Regions from separate parts of the Mus musculus genome. Here region 1 is linked to region 2. A link is a contact called in public Hi-C data. All regions are on one chromosome and are shown on one strand. The core of a region is the stretch at or near the end of the contact, and the rest is flanking DNA. Distances in the headings are between cores, read along the strand shown.

What was found. Hi-C and Micro-C count contacts between places; a contact is called where the count stands out from the background.
Region 1: a Hi-C map of pre-pro-B cells shows a contact between it and region 2, with 4 times the contacts expected there. The contact joins two enhancer-like sites. A contact is called at or near these places in 5 of 39 promoter capture datasets (the 3T3-L1 cell line, 3T3-L1-derived adipocytes, the C10 cell line and 1 more), 2 of 15 datasets of contacts at CTCF or cohesin (CD8 T cells and pro-B cells), 8 of 484 Hi-C or Micro-C datasets (the HL-1 cell line, Th1 cells, bone marrow-derived dendritic cells and 5 more) and 3 of 115 datasets of contacts at active chromatin or transcription factors (embryonic stem cells, fibro-adipogenic progenitors and heart atrium).

What each region holds. Positions count from the first base shown.
Region 1 is chr19:61,080,143-61,087,499 of GRCm38.p6, reverse strand. It overlaps Grk5 (G protein-coupled receptor kinase 5), which reads right to left. Exons shown (of 16, transcript NM_018869.3): 11 at 6,557-6,646; 12 at 4,231-4,439; 13 at 1,291-1,428. It also overlaps a transcript of Zfp950 not described here. Among named protein-coding and RNA genes, the nearest start is that of Zfp950, 57 kb to the left of the region's middle. Within about 2 kb of position 2,794, at least 120 of the 459 cell types and tissues checked have an H3K27ac peak or open chromatin away from gene starts, as enhancers often do. A contact at or near this core is called in pre-pro-B cells and pro-B cells, where this site is marked.
Region 2 is chr19:60,977,580-60,984,422 of GRCm38.p6, reverse strand. The region is part of intron 1 of Grk5 (G protein-coupled receptor kinase 5); the gene reads right to left. Among named protein-coding and RNA genes, the nearest start is that of Gm22520, 33 kb to the left of the region's middle. Within about 2 kb of position 2,327, at least 26 of the 459 cell types and tissues checked have an H3K27ac peak or open chromatin away from gene starts, as enhancers often do. A contact at or near this core is called in pre-pro-B cells and pro-B cells, where this site is marked.

The sequences.
Region 1 (7,357 bases), core at 1,545-4,044, 100 kb before region 2:
GATGATTTTGAATTTCTGATCCTTCTGCTTCCACTTCCTAAGTGCTGGGATTACAGATGTGTACTATCACCCCTAGAGATCAAACTCAGTACTCCATTCATACTAGGGAAACATTCTACCAATTGAGCTACATCCCCAAACCAGGATAAGTACTTTTCTTACTCCCTAGATGATTCCAAATGGGCAACCATTTTGAGAGTCACTGCCATGATTTCCAAATCAACTGTGAACTTTCTCTCATGTGGGGTTTGTAGTACTTACTGATTTAATCTTTTTAATGTCAAAAAAATTTTTTTATCCCTGGTTGGACCTATGATGTGGATGCCACATCTGGCTACAGAGGTCTCCAGTGGGTGACCATAGACACTGTTCAGCATCCAGTAGCTAGTCCTGGCTCCCCACATCTGCTGCTGCCATCCCTACCCAGATGATCAGGGAACCTTCACTTATAGGAGAACACCAAAGATGCAAGGAGTGTTCCTTACTTCCTCAGTGCTGTGCACACAAATGTTAACAAATGGTTCTGGGAGAGGGGTCTTGGAAAGTTCTGCTTTGTAATATTCTCCAGTTGTTAAGGTGTCAACACTCCCATCTTGATCTACTGAAGGCACTTGTCCTGAGGTGTCTGAGAAGGGGGCTGAGAAGAGATGTGTACCACATCTGTCAACTTTCATGAGCTAACACAAGCTAGTTCCCATCTCCAATGTTTCTGTAGTGTCCACAGTTCTTGGCTCCATCCCCAAGGCCCCAACAAGGATCCTTAATCTGCTGGGACTTAAAGTATAGAAGCATAAAAAGACCTTGCTGGGTGGGGCTCCTTTGTGAGTGTGAACGTGGGTTATACAGACCCAGTGGAGTGTCTCCAAGGAGAATCCTAATTGAACCGGACAGTAGATGCTCAGTTAAACTGAGATGGTCCTCAATACTCATTTTCCATTTTGGTCTCATTTCAACCTTCAATATAACATATCTGGCAGATTCAGAAAGGGGAGGTGTCTTGGACTTCACTGGACAGAAAAGGACCTGAAGGTTGTCTAGGTGCCCTATTCTGGAGAGAGTACCTAAATCTCTGAACAACCAGTTCACACCCCATCTGTACATATTCTGACACTGAGACCTGTAACACTGCCACAAAGTAGTCGAGTATAGGAAGGAGCAGTGAGCAATCTTTGGTAGTCCAGATGGGTTAGCTGATTTGAGGCACTGTGTGAGGCAAAACTCAGGGTCTGATAGAAAACACAGCTTGGAGAGATGACTTTAGAGCTCCTAGGAGCAATAGTGGCTACTCACATCTGGAACGAAGGGAGGGTCCAACATCCCAGCCTCCAGGCGCTTAAAGTTCATGTTCCTGAAGAAAGGGTGCCTCTTGACCTCGGCGGCCCCCTCCTCCTGGCAGCCCAGCCTCTGCTTCGAGTCTTTGGTGAGCAGCTGTGACAAGAGAGTCTCGTGAGGTCATATGACTGGGCCTTTCCATCTGCCCATAGGCCAGAAGGACAAAGGAACATCTGTGACTGTAGCTCTAGCCTCCCCAGTGCCACCCCCTAAAACTCAGTCTGGAGGAGGATGTCTCCCCAGTTAGAAGAACTGAAGCATCAGCAAGGACAGGATCAGATCATATCTTTGTCATGCTTTCAGTTGCCCTGTGTATACTCTCAGGCTGGTGGCTCAGGTTAGAGCCTACCCTCTGGGCTTCTCTTTTCTATTTTATTGTATTTTTTATATTGTTCACTTATTGTGTGTCGATGTATGTGCCACAGCATTTGTATGGAGATCAGAGGACAACTTTGTAGAGTCAGCTTTGTCCCTCTACCTGTCACAGAGGTTCCAGGACTTGAACTCAGATCACCAGGATTGCATTAAAAAATGCTTTACCTGCTGAGCCATCTCTCTGGCCCCAAGTTTCTCTATTCTAGACATAAGTAACTGGGCCATGCTCCATCCATTCCAAGAAACACCAAAGAAGCAAGAATGTGCAGTAGCTGAGCCTGTTAATGCAGCCCCCTAGAGTCTACTGTGCTGGCAGATGGCCGGATCATCAAGGATAAGAAGATGAAAAAAAAAAGGATGAGGTAGGGCTGGGTTGCTTATCAGCTTCTACCAGGAAGGAATGGTATGTAAACGACACTTCTGCTTTCCAAAAGAAGTGATAGAAAATCAGGGTTTTAGGATAAAATATCTTCATCTGAAAAGCTTGGTTATTAAGTTAGTATTTGTCTATTTCTAAAATATACCACACAGGTGGAATAGAACACCCACCTATATGGTGTCAGGGATGGTATCAGGCGTACATTATCAAGAGAGAAGGTGTGGGTGCAGTGGGAGAAGACAGAGTAAGTTCCCTGTATGTGGGGGACCACATATGATCTGGAATGACTGGGAGAGTCAAATGGTGAAGGACTCAAGGGAGTGTGGAGAAGCTACAGCGATGGGGCACAGCAGGAGCCTCAGATTCAGCATTAGATCCAAGGGACAGGAAAGCTGGGTGTGTGGACATCTCTCTCAAGGGGCATGGCTGCCAAGATGGAATGGAGAACAACTTCCCTGCTGATTGTGTAGCTGCCTCTATGGTTTATAGGTCAGGTATTGCAGTAGCCTGAGTCAGCACCTGCTAAAGGGATAAGAGCAGAGTGGCCAGACTGAGATGCTGTGGCTTACAAAGTCCAGACCAGAATCCAAGACCCCAAGAGAAGACAGAGCAAGGCTTGAGGTTTCTGGAGGTACTTTCATGTGTACAATCATTTGGCACTTTTCAGCCAACACATTTCCCTCGGTGGCCACAAGGGGGCAGGAGAGGGACAGCTTTGGTCCTGGTTACAGCAAGAGCTTCAGCTCACAAAACCTGAGGTTGAAATGGAGGTTTGTGGGGAAGTGGAGAGGTGGTGATAGTGGTAGTGGTTAGAAGCAGAGATCATGTTTGCTCCATTCTCTCAGTATGTCCATGTCCCTATTGATGTTTCTTGAGACAGGCTTTTTGGGACTCCTGACCTAAGAATGTGATGCCTCTTATAGTCTTGTTACATCACGCAGACAGCTGACCATGACATAACAAGTACCACTGGCAGCCATCTCTCCACATCCCTAACCCCTGCTGTCTATCTCTCCACTACCTCATCCCGACTGCACCGCTGTGACAGTGCTTCTTTGAGACTGGTTAACAGGTTGTGGGGTTGTGGTCTACATGTTACATACCTTCTTCATCATGTCTTTGACACATGTCAGTAGCAGAGGAACACTTCCTCTTTTAGATATGATCAGAGGGCAGATCCAGCCCCACATCCTTACCACAGCTCTATACACAGAAGTGGCCAAGCAGGGGTGGTTGAAGTAGCCAAGCCCCCAGGGATCCCTGGTCCTCTGAATGTAGAAGCTTAGTTACTTCAAGTTTCTAGTCTTGGTCTTCTCTAAGCTCTACCCTGAGCTACTGGTATGTGTTCCCTTGAACCTTCCCAGGGCTACTTGGGGACTCAGGAATGAGAGGAGAGGCCCCTTTCAGGCCTCTGCTCTCTGCTCTCTTCTTTGCTGCTCAGGGTGTAGTATGGCTCCAGAGGAAGGTACTTTGCCACATTGGCTTACAAGTGTGTGTATCTAGGCACTTGAGGACAGAAAGCATCAGAGGGCATCTTCCTGTGGTGAGTCTTAGGAGACTGAGAGCCAGGCAAGAGCAGGAAGTAGCTGACTCCATACCAAACCCAAGGAAGGGCCTAAGGACCAGCTATGGAACAGTGTCCACCTTGGCTGAGGGAACCTTACAGCCCCTATCACTCCTTCCTCTTTAGCTGTCCAGTATCCACACCTGGCCCCAACACACTCCAGTCACTCTAATCTCTTCACTTGAAGGTCCTGCCCATCCACACATGCTGCCATACAGAACTTGAGCTGGGACCACCGTTCTACACAGTGAATGGAACACTGAGAATATGTTCAACAACTCCAAGGACTTTAACACCTCTCTTGCAGTCCTTGTCCTCAGTCCCCCGTGTCTAGAATCCAGAGTGGAGGGAATAGGAGGCCAAGTTCAAGGGCAGGAACTTGCCTGTGAACCAACTTGGGCTATCATCTTTATGCTTTGCTGACTTTTCTACAAAGCTACACACACTCATGGGTGTTCACGTCAACCCATATTCCTTGATTCACAGGGTATCCTGTCCAATATGCAGGTGTTGTAGGCAGAGGCTGGAGGCACCACTGGGCAGCAACCTATGAGCAGCATCTGGCTCACCGGGAGCTTACCATGTTGCAGATGGACTTGGCCTCTTCAGAGAACTTGGAGGAATACACTTCCTCAGTCTCCAGCACCCGGCGATCCACCTCTTCCCGCTTAACCTTCTCCTTGCGACCTCGAAATGGTGACTGGCCTTCAATCATCTCATAGATGAGGCAGCCCAGGCCCCAGTAGTCAGGGCTCAGTCCATATCGCTGGTTGTTCAGAACTTCTGGGGCTGAGAACAGGAGGGAAGAGAGTGGTAGACAACTAGCAGCAGAATGCAGCCACATTCCGGTGCTGCTCCTCATCTCAGCAGTACCCAAGGGTATAGCACTCTCATAGAAAAACTGGAGTTTTAAGCTGGGGCTACTTCCTTCCAATCTCCAACTGCAACCCAGCAGGTATGTAAACACCACTTTGTCCAGAGAAAGCCTTCCCTAATGGTGCTTCACTGTGCCCAATTCTGACGGTGGCTTCAGAACCCTGGTTATGGTGGATAGACACGTCTCCTCAGACAGAACACACAACATAGCTCTCACTGCTTTGTCCCCAGTGACAGGCATGGCTCCCAACACAGGACATATTGCATACATATTTATTTCAATGAAGAAGAATGCCCATCTAAATTAAAGATTAAATTGAACCTACATGGACTTTGAATCATCTTTTGGGGGGCGAGATGGAAGAGAAGGCTCAGTGGCTAGCAGCATAAACTGATTGCTGTTGTAGAGGACCTGGGTTTAATTCCCAGTACCCACACAGCAGGTGACTCCAGTTTCAGGAGATCCAACACTCTTCTGGCCTCTGTGGGCACTAAGTACACACAGGGTACACAGACATACATGCAGGCACAATGCCCATACACATAAAATAAAATCTCCTATTTTATCTTCACTACAACTTTGACAAAATGACTCATAGATGTACAAAAGGTACTTAAGATGTATCTTAAGGCCATCCAGAATGAAAAGTGTAGACACATGATATGCATCAGTGGACACATGACAGAGTCTGTATGTAGACAAATCATTAAGCACTGTGTCCAAAGAAGAGCAATGCAACTGTGTAAGCATATTTCCATGCAGGTACATGGACAGGTGTATCTGTATCTATATGTCTGCCCACCTGTCCTTCCATGATCCATATATTCACCATCCATTTATCCATCATCCATTCATCCATCCCCCATCTGAGAGGGTCCTTGTAGGTGTCATAAGGGAAGTGAACCATGTTTACAGATAAGAATGAAAACCTGATATAGCTGGACTTCATCAACCTGGATCAGACTTCGGGGGCCTAAGAACAAGTGGTTTATTCCCTATGTATTTATTTTGGAAAAAAGTTTCCTGGTGTAATACAATCAGTGCACAAGAAAGCATAATTACATTGAAACTTCACCTCAGAGATAGGTTCTAGAAGTAGGCTACCTGTCCTAGCTTAAGGGCCTAAGGGTCTGGCCTGGTCTCAGTCAAACAGATAACATAGAGGTCATCTGGGCTTATTAGCTCCCTCTGATCCTGATTGTGGGAGCTTGTGGGGAACACTTCTGGCTATAAGAGTCATTTAGATTTCTAGCTACCCCTAGTTCTGGTTGTCTGAGCTTGATATGACCTGGTTCAACAGATAATGCAGATGACCAGGCTCTTAATCACTTCTAATTCTCTGCTTTCTGGATTGAAGAACAGGTTTTTCATCTTTCCTACTGGAAAGACAATCTTAGCATTCCTGGTTTCTCTGTAGATCTGTGAGTGCAAGAACCTTTGTGCTATGATGAACCCAACACCCATCCATCTATTCTCTATATGTCTCTCAGATCTATCAGATCTAACTATCAGGATTCTCATAGTCACATATACACATATCCTACAGGTTGCCAAGTGTTTTGTTGTCTGGACCCTCAAGAAACAGAGATAATATATTGAATGTCCCACATCATCTGTGGATGCAGGCCTGGGCAGAGGGCAACTGGGACTGAGTTTAGAACTTTCAGGTGATCCCTACATGCCCTAGGGTCTTCTCAGGAGTCTCCTCAAAAAGGATGACACTTTATCAAAGTAGGTCCTACTTCAATAAGGGCTCCCTTAGAAATGCTAGTGGCAGGCTCCGGTCACCAAACTTCCAGGATGCTTGTTTTTGAGACCTAGGTTGGCTTGTGGTTGGGGGCTACAGAAAACTCAGTTTAGATCACACCTTTGGCCCTAGTGTACCACTCTACCTGACTGAGGTCTCCCACCAGGCATTTCTGTGGAAGATCAGCACAGTAATTCTGACCAGCAAAACAAAGACTGGGGGATTTAGAAATAGGTGCTCTTGGGGAGGCTCAGTGTGTGATAGGCATAAGTTATTACTCACCCATGTAGCCAACAGTGCCTACCCGGCCACGGATAAGGTCTCCCTCGGGGATCTTCACGGCCAGTCCGAGGTCTGAGATCCTTATGTGGCCTGTTGGGGAGAGTAGGGTTAATGGGTTCCTGTGGTCATGTGGGCACCCTGGTCAGGGCCACAGACTTTCTAGGCTTCTGTCCAATGAAGATGTGACATCAGCCTACTTTCTCAGGGTAACCATGTAACCCTGAAAAAGTGTAAGTAAGATGTGTAGAAATTACACATAAAGAGGAGAATATTAATAAAGATGCTTGGACAAGGCGGGCCACTGGCCGACTTACAACATTTAATGCCCCAATGAGCTTCCGGGAAGGCTGAGGTCACAGAGTTTAAAATGTCCTGGCTGTTTCAGTGATTGCTTCATAGGAAAAATATGAGGTTCTTGACATTTTGCAACAATTTGCTTAAGGGGAAAAAATTGTAAAGCAATTTGGGAAGCCACTCCCTGCCTTCCTGATTGGTCTTTGGAGGTGGTTTGTTTTTTCCCCTTCAAAGAGATGGAGAAATGAGAAGGGTGGTGCCTGGTCTGGGATCTGAACTCAGAGTGTGTTCCCCAAGACCCAGGCAGCATCACACTGAGAGTTCTACTTCTATCTCCGCCACACCTTCTAGGCAGGGTGATGGCTACATTTCATACTCAGGAAGGAACACGTGCCTTTGTCCATAAATGCCTGTAGGGCCTGAGTAGCTTAGATGGCCGCCAGTTCTGTGGTATCTGACAGAAAAGATAGTATGTGAGTACCAGCGATGGACTGCCCCTTGTGGGGC
Region 2 (6,843 bases), core at 1,078-3,577:
TACCTCTCTGCTTCAAAGGGCCCAGTCAGGACCCAGCAGTAACAGCTAGTTATTTCCCCAGGCTTAACCACCTGGGAACCCAGAGGCTCAGATCATTTTCCTTGGTCACATTCAATCCTGATCATCTTCTGCCTCGCTTTATTTCTCTCTGGACCACTGCTTTCAGAGCCTTTGCACTGCTCTGCCAGGAATACCCCCTTCCTACTTTTCTTAATGTTCTTCACCCTTACTTCCAGTCTCAGCTTGTATCACCATCCTGACTTGGTCAGCTAAAGGATATCACCTTATCCATATGGTTCAACAGAGCTTTAGTTGGTTGCTCAGTCTGTCTCTTGAACATACATATCAGCTTATGATCATTCATCTATTCTCTCAGCACATTTCCATTGACTCATTTGAGCACTGCATGTGAATGACCACTAACAGTCAGACCTGTACTCAGTGTATAAAAAGTGTTTTAAGAAATTGGTGAGCTTGCCTTTACTGATAGTAGACATATAGTAGCAGAGACCTAGTGTGATGGTTTGGAGATATGGCCTTGGTGGAGGAAGTATTTCACTGTGGGCATGGGCTTTAAGAACCTCATCCTAGCTGCTTGGAAGCCAGTCTTCTCCTAGAGGCCTTTGGATGAAGATGTAGCACTCTCAGCTCCTCCTGCACTATGACTGCCTGGATGCTGCCATGCTCCCACCTTGATGATAATAGACTGAACTTGAGAACCTGTAAGCCAGCCCCAATTAAATGCTGTCCTTTTAAAAGTTGCCACAGTCATAGTGTCTCTTCACAGCAATGAAACCCTAAGATACCTGGTCTTGCATTTTCTGCCATTCTCTCTTAGCCCATGGTAAATACTCAGTGGCTGCTGATTAGATGTGAATGTGTGCTTTATCTCAGGCACATATTTCTTTCAGGCTCTAGTCTTTACCTTTCCTACCCCTCTATCTGCCAAAGTCACACCTGGACTCTTAGTATAGTTCCAACAGCCACTTTTCATAATGCCTTTGAAAAGCAGAGCCCTGTCTGGCACTCAGCCTCCTTAAAGGGGTAAAGGGAGACAATGATGTGGTTAACACAATACTTGTTAACTGCAAGCTTTCTTCATGGCTACTTAGCAGGAAAAGAAATGATTGCTTGTGGAATTAATGACAACCTCTCTTTTACTGTAGGCCTATGTACTAGCTGTACCTTGAGTCTCACTCACAGATCAAAATCCTGTACTTAGTGAGAGAAGCTCACCAAACCAACACTGTCACAACTGCAAGCACTAGCTCATAGTCATCTAAGGATTCAAGCAGCCTTGAGTCTCTGTCTTTATTGGCTTCTCCACTGTATTCTTACAGCCTATAAAGACAACCCAGTCTCTGTCACTATGAAGGTTACAGCTCATTCCAAGCATTAAAGCTCGATGAACTACCAGAGAGTAGTGGTCAGAGCTGGAGAGGAAGCATGGGAATGGGTAGCCTCAGAAGGAGGATGGCTTAGAGATGGGCAGGATGGCTCCCACTACAAATAAGGGACAAGATGTAGGGCTGAGATGCCAGTTGAACTATGCTCGCTTATGGCTCTAAGGAAAGAAAGCCACAAAGGACCAAGAGGATAGGCCTTAAGCCTGAATGGGAAGGAGTACAGGGGCAAAGCCTGGGAGGGAGCACACTAAGAAAGTATGTGTGTTTCTGGACCCAGGAGCCTCAGTGTCCTTCCAGGTTCTTCATGGTGCAGTTTCTGGAAGCACTTTTTATCAAATGCCACCTTCTTGTTTTTGCTTTCTTAGCCACCAAGTAATCATCTCCTCTTCCTCTGATTAGGGAATGGTAGGAGGAAGGAGGGAACCAACAAAATCAAGAACCCTTCCATGGGAAAGTATGCCTCAGCAGTGAATATTATACAGGACTTGCCAAGTAATAACAGTTAGCCTTTATGTCTCTTTTACTTTTATTGCCTTTTAGACAGAGCCTTACTATGTAACCCTGGGGTGCCTGGAACTCTCTGTGGGTTGGCCTTGAATTTAAAGAGATAGATGGGCTTCATTCTGCCTCCTGAATGATTGTGCCACCAAACTCAGCTATTTAATTTAGAAGTTAAAGATATGTGGTGTTTCTTACACACTCAGGGCCAGGGAACATGGTATCCTCTTTTACTCTTCATATAACCCTAGTGATAGATAGATCCTAATTATTGAATCCATTTTGCAGATGAAAAAATAGAGTCACAGAAAGGAAAGACTCTCAAATCATCAGAGTTTGTGTCACAACTCCAGCAAAGGCTCAAGTGACACTATAAGACTGATGCTCATTTCCTCTTTTAAGAAATGAGTGAAAGGGGAAGCTAGAGAAAGCTTTGCGGATAGCTTTCTTCTTGCTCTTCTGTTGTTATTACAGCACTTGTTGAAGCAGCAGCCCAAGGACGCTTCCAATGCTCAACTCAGAGGGACTAGGAGCCTGTGAGTCTGATGCAAAGTTCTTGAGCAGCACCAGGGATATGGGATAAGTGCTTGCACTTCTTAGAAACTTTCTTGTTCTCTGATTTCTCATCACACAGTCTACTTCTAAATAGGATCTATAGAAACACACAGGAGTTTGAACATGTCTACTGAAAATAATCCCCCCACTTCCAAAATTTGGTGATCAAGGCTCTGACTTGCCATGAAAACTATCCCATTTGTCTGTGTCTTGTCTGCCTTGCATCACATGATAATTGGCCATTATTAAATCCACAGAGTTCTCACGACCTTTCACCAGCTTTCTATCTTCCTGTGCTGGTTATAATGTCCCTGAGGAAATCTGACTGGCTGGCTCTTCTTCTCTCTTGAGGCCACGCATCATGCTCTTGCCTGGAGTCTGCAACAGTCTGATAGGTCCCATCACCGTGAATGGAAAGGAGGCCATGCAAGCAAGTTAGAACAAAGGTACTAGTGGTGGCAGGTATGACTCGAGGGGGCATGGGAGCCACCGAAGCCATTTGCTCATCCTCCAAAGTTTTTTTGGAATACTGCTGATAGAGACCTAGTGTACACAGACCTTAGACTTCCTGGAAGCACCCCCCTACAGATTAAAGGCCTATGGTTTGGTAAGGTCTATGTTATGTCTATGCAAGTGACCAGTTTGTTATAGATTCTCATCAAGGTGAGCCCTTCTATTATGCAAACTAAATAACATATAGGAAAGCTGTAGAAATCAGAGATATTCTCAATATACTCTGGCCATGGTCTGAGAGGTTCTTACATGCCTTAATGCTGTGTTATAGGTCGCTCTGTTGTATTTCCAGGCTCAAAAGGCCAATTACCCACCTGCTCCCAGCCAACACCTAGATAGTGATGCTACAATGCTGCCTGAGAAGTGTGTGTGGTTAGACTCTACTTAGGTCTTTACATTCAGGTGAGTTCTAAGGATTCATCTACCCCATATACCATTACTATCCCAGATGAATGTATCTAGAAGAAACCCTCACAGAAAGGGCTGCCTAAAGCATGCATGTACCACAGTCCCTAAGTAAGTATAAGCCATGGACTCTGGATAACTAAAGTCCATTCTCCTTTAGTCAAGGACAAGCAGGAATACTGAAGAGACATGGCCTTTGTCTTAGTTACTCTTCTATTGCTATGATAAAACACCATGACCGAGGGAGCTTATAAAGAGAGCATTTAACTAGACTTAGTTTCAGAGTGTTAAAGATCATGACTGCAGAGCAAAGGTGTGAAGAACAGCTGAGAGCTCACATCTTGATCCGCAAGCATGAGGCAGAGAAAGCACATGGAGAATGTTGCAAGTCTAACAAGGCCACACCTCCTAATTCTTCCCAACTATCTCCACCAACTGGGAACCAACTAGTCATACCTATAAACTTAAGGGGATTATTCTCATTTACAAACACCATCTTGGGTCTTGGTGTCTGAGTGTTTGGGGACTTCCCAGCTAGATATACAACTCCAGAGATGGGCAGGATAAAGAAGTAGAGAGTTCTAGGAACACAGAGCAGCTTCCTATCTAACCCTGATCCTACCACATGGCAGAGCCAACCCTAGGTACCTGGAAGAGCCAGCTCAGAGACTCAGGAAGAGCCCAAGGTCACATAAGATTGGGTCATTCACACTCCACTGATATTCTTGACAGTCTGAGAGATGAAGAATCAGGCCATGGAGCAGCCTGACAAAACTAGGTAAGACAGGGATGAGGTGGGCAGAGAGAGAAGTCAGAAGAACTATAGGCAAAACAGACTCAAAACAGACTATTTTTAGGCCAATTGGTCTGCCTAATAGTCTGCTCTTTTATTGGCACTTTTATTAGGGGCTTCTGTTGTAACAGACGATCTCAATGATCAGGCAGAAGCTGTGGTGGGACCAGGAGTCTCAGCACATCCTAGGCCTCCCAGCAGTCCTTGCCTCTGCAGAACTGGATGTGGTGAGATGAAGACACACAGTTCTAACCAAAAAAAATTCCATGGTACCGCAGTTTCCAGCTAGAAGAATCCAAAACTTCCAGACTAGAGCATGAAGAGGCATGGTGTACTGCCCAGGGCATGTGGGGTCTGTGGTCTGTAGCAGGTTCCAGCATCTCTAGGCCCCACCTCATGGCCACACCACAGTTGGGGTTTCAGGAGCAGAAAAACCTCAGCCACAACCAGGGGATCCCACAACCTCAAATTAGAAAAACCAAAACCAACACAAGGCCTGGTTACCAGTCACCATGGGGACAAGGAGACAGGCCTCCTTAGCACCAGCAACTAAGCCTGAGAAAAGTATCTGGCACAACTTGGAAGAAATGCACAGCTGAGGAAGGCCCCTTGGGAAACTCTTACCCAAGGACAGAGCTAGCACTGGAGGATGCATCCTTGGGTGGCAGTCATGATGTTACACATCAGCTTACAGCATCTTAACTGCAATATAAACAGTGCCACTGTGCTGAGCCTAGCATTGCTAACTCACTCTGTGTTTTTTCCTGCATTTACACAGGAAAAAAACTGTTACCACTTTGATTTGTTGTGTTAAAAACCAGCACCTCAAGTTCAAAGTACCTGGCACAATATACTGGCACAATATAAGTGCCACTCAATGTGGTAGTCAACATCACCCCCATCTTCATCATAGCTATCCCAGACATAACTACCTCCATTATCACCAGCATCCCTCTTGACTAGCAATAACACCATCTCCAATACCACCTCCACCACCATCATCATCACTACCACCATCATCTTCATTGCAATGATCACCATTATCATTATCACCAGCATCCCTATTATAATTCCATCCTTATTTAGTAAAGCTATTTGTAAATGACAGAACTGAGGGCTCAGAGCTGCTATGAGACAACTAAATATTCTGATTACAAGTTGATCCATGTTTTTAATTAACCAAATCCTTACTCCACCACTACCACCACACACTCTAACCACACGCACTCCATTATCAGGATGTTCAGATCTGTCCCAACACTGCTAGAAATGTCACGGAAGTCAGGCAGGCACTGGTAATATAGCCCACTACTTCTCGTGTCTCATGTCCACCCTTGTGAGTGCTTGATCCACATCAGCATCTTTTTCTCACTGTTCCTCAATTACCTGAGTAAGTACCAGTGTCCCACATCCTATACTCACAAGGACATAGTGGGTAGCTGTGAGGTTGGGACATCCAATATGAGGTATAAAAATGTAAATACTTAACAACTTCTTTGTTAAAAAGAAAAAGACACAGTAATGATGCTTATCCTTGGACTCTAGAAAGTTCTCTCAGTTGGTTCAAACTTGGTAGAGAAGTCTCACTATCCCCTTCCACTGAAAGAACAAGGGGAAGACAGAGACAATTTCTGTGTCCCCACTGAAAGGCTCAGGTAGAGAATGGTGAGCTGCCCCTTGCACCAGGCAATGGCAAGCCTTTCTACCATGTCTGATGGAGAAGGCAGGGCTGCACAGCAACACTAGGGTTCACATCATGCTCTAGATCAAGCTTTCCAGATTTTTTCAAAAAGAGATAACAACAACAAAACATAGAGAAAGATGTAAAGAAGGGAGGAAACAGGAAGGGAGGGGAGAGTAGAGGAAGGGAGGGAAGGGGAAAAGAGGGAGAGAGAGAGTTGCCAAACATCTCTCTCTAAAGAAACTGCTCTTTCTACAAGTTTCGAGGACCTCAGAATGAGCACCTGAAGGGCACTATGTGTCTCTAGCAGAACAGACATGAGCATCCCTGCACACCCAGGTAAGCAATACGTGAGTAGAGCCCACTGCTGCTGGGTGAGTGCTGCTTCTTCAGTAAGCTCAGCCTTTTACTAGCTGGCGGACTTTTGCCACTCAGGACTGTAAGAGTAACAGAAATCATGGAGAAGGTTCAGTGCACTCAGGTACTCGGGGAAAGAGCCAATCATTGTTGGGTATTTGTTTTCTTACACCAAGAACAAGCTGTGAGCTGTTAGCATTCCTAATGCTTCAGATTTCCTCCCTTTATTATACCACGGTTATACTGAGACTTCAAGAGTTTAAAATCCTAATTCTTATAAGTTAGCCCAGCTCTAATAAAACATCTCACTATATGATCCACATTTATAATCATAAATACAAATTTAAGTTTCCTTTGGTTGCCTTTTTTTTTAATTAGGTATTTTCCTCGTTTACATTTTCAATGCTATCCCAAAAGTCCCCCATACCCTCCCCCCCACTCCCCTACCCACCCACTCCCCCTTTTTGGCCCTAGCGTTCCCCTGTACCGGGGCATATAAAGTTTGCAAGTCCAATGGGCCTCTCTTTGCAGTGATGGCCTACTAGGCATCTTTTGATACATATGCAGCTAGAGACAAGAGCTCTGGGGTACTGGTTAGTTCATATTGTCGTTCCACCTATAGGGTTGCAGTTCCC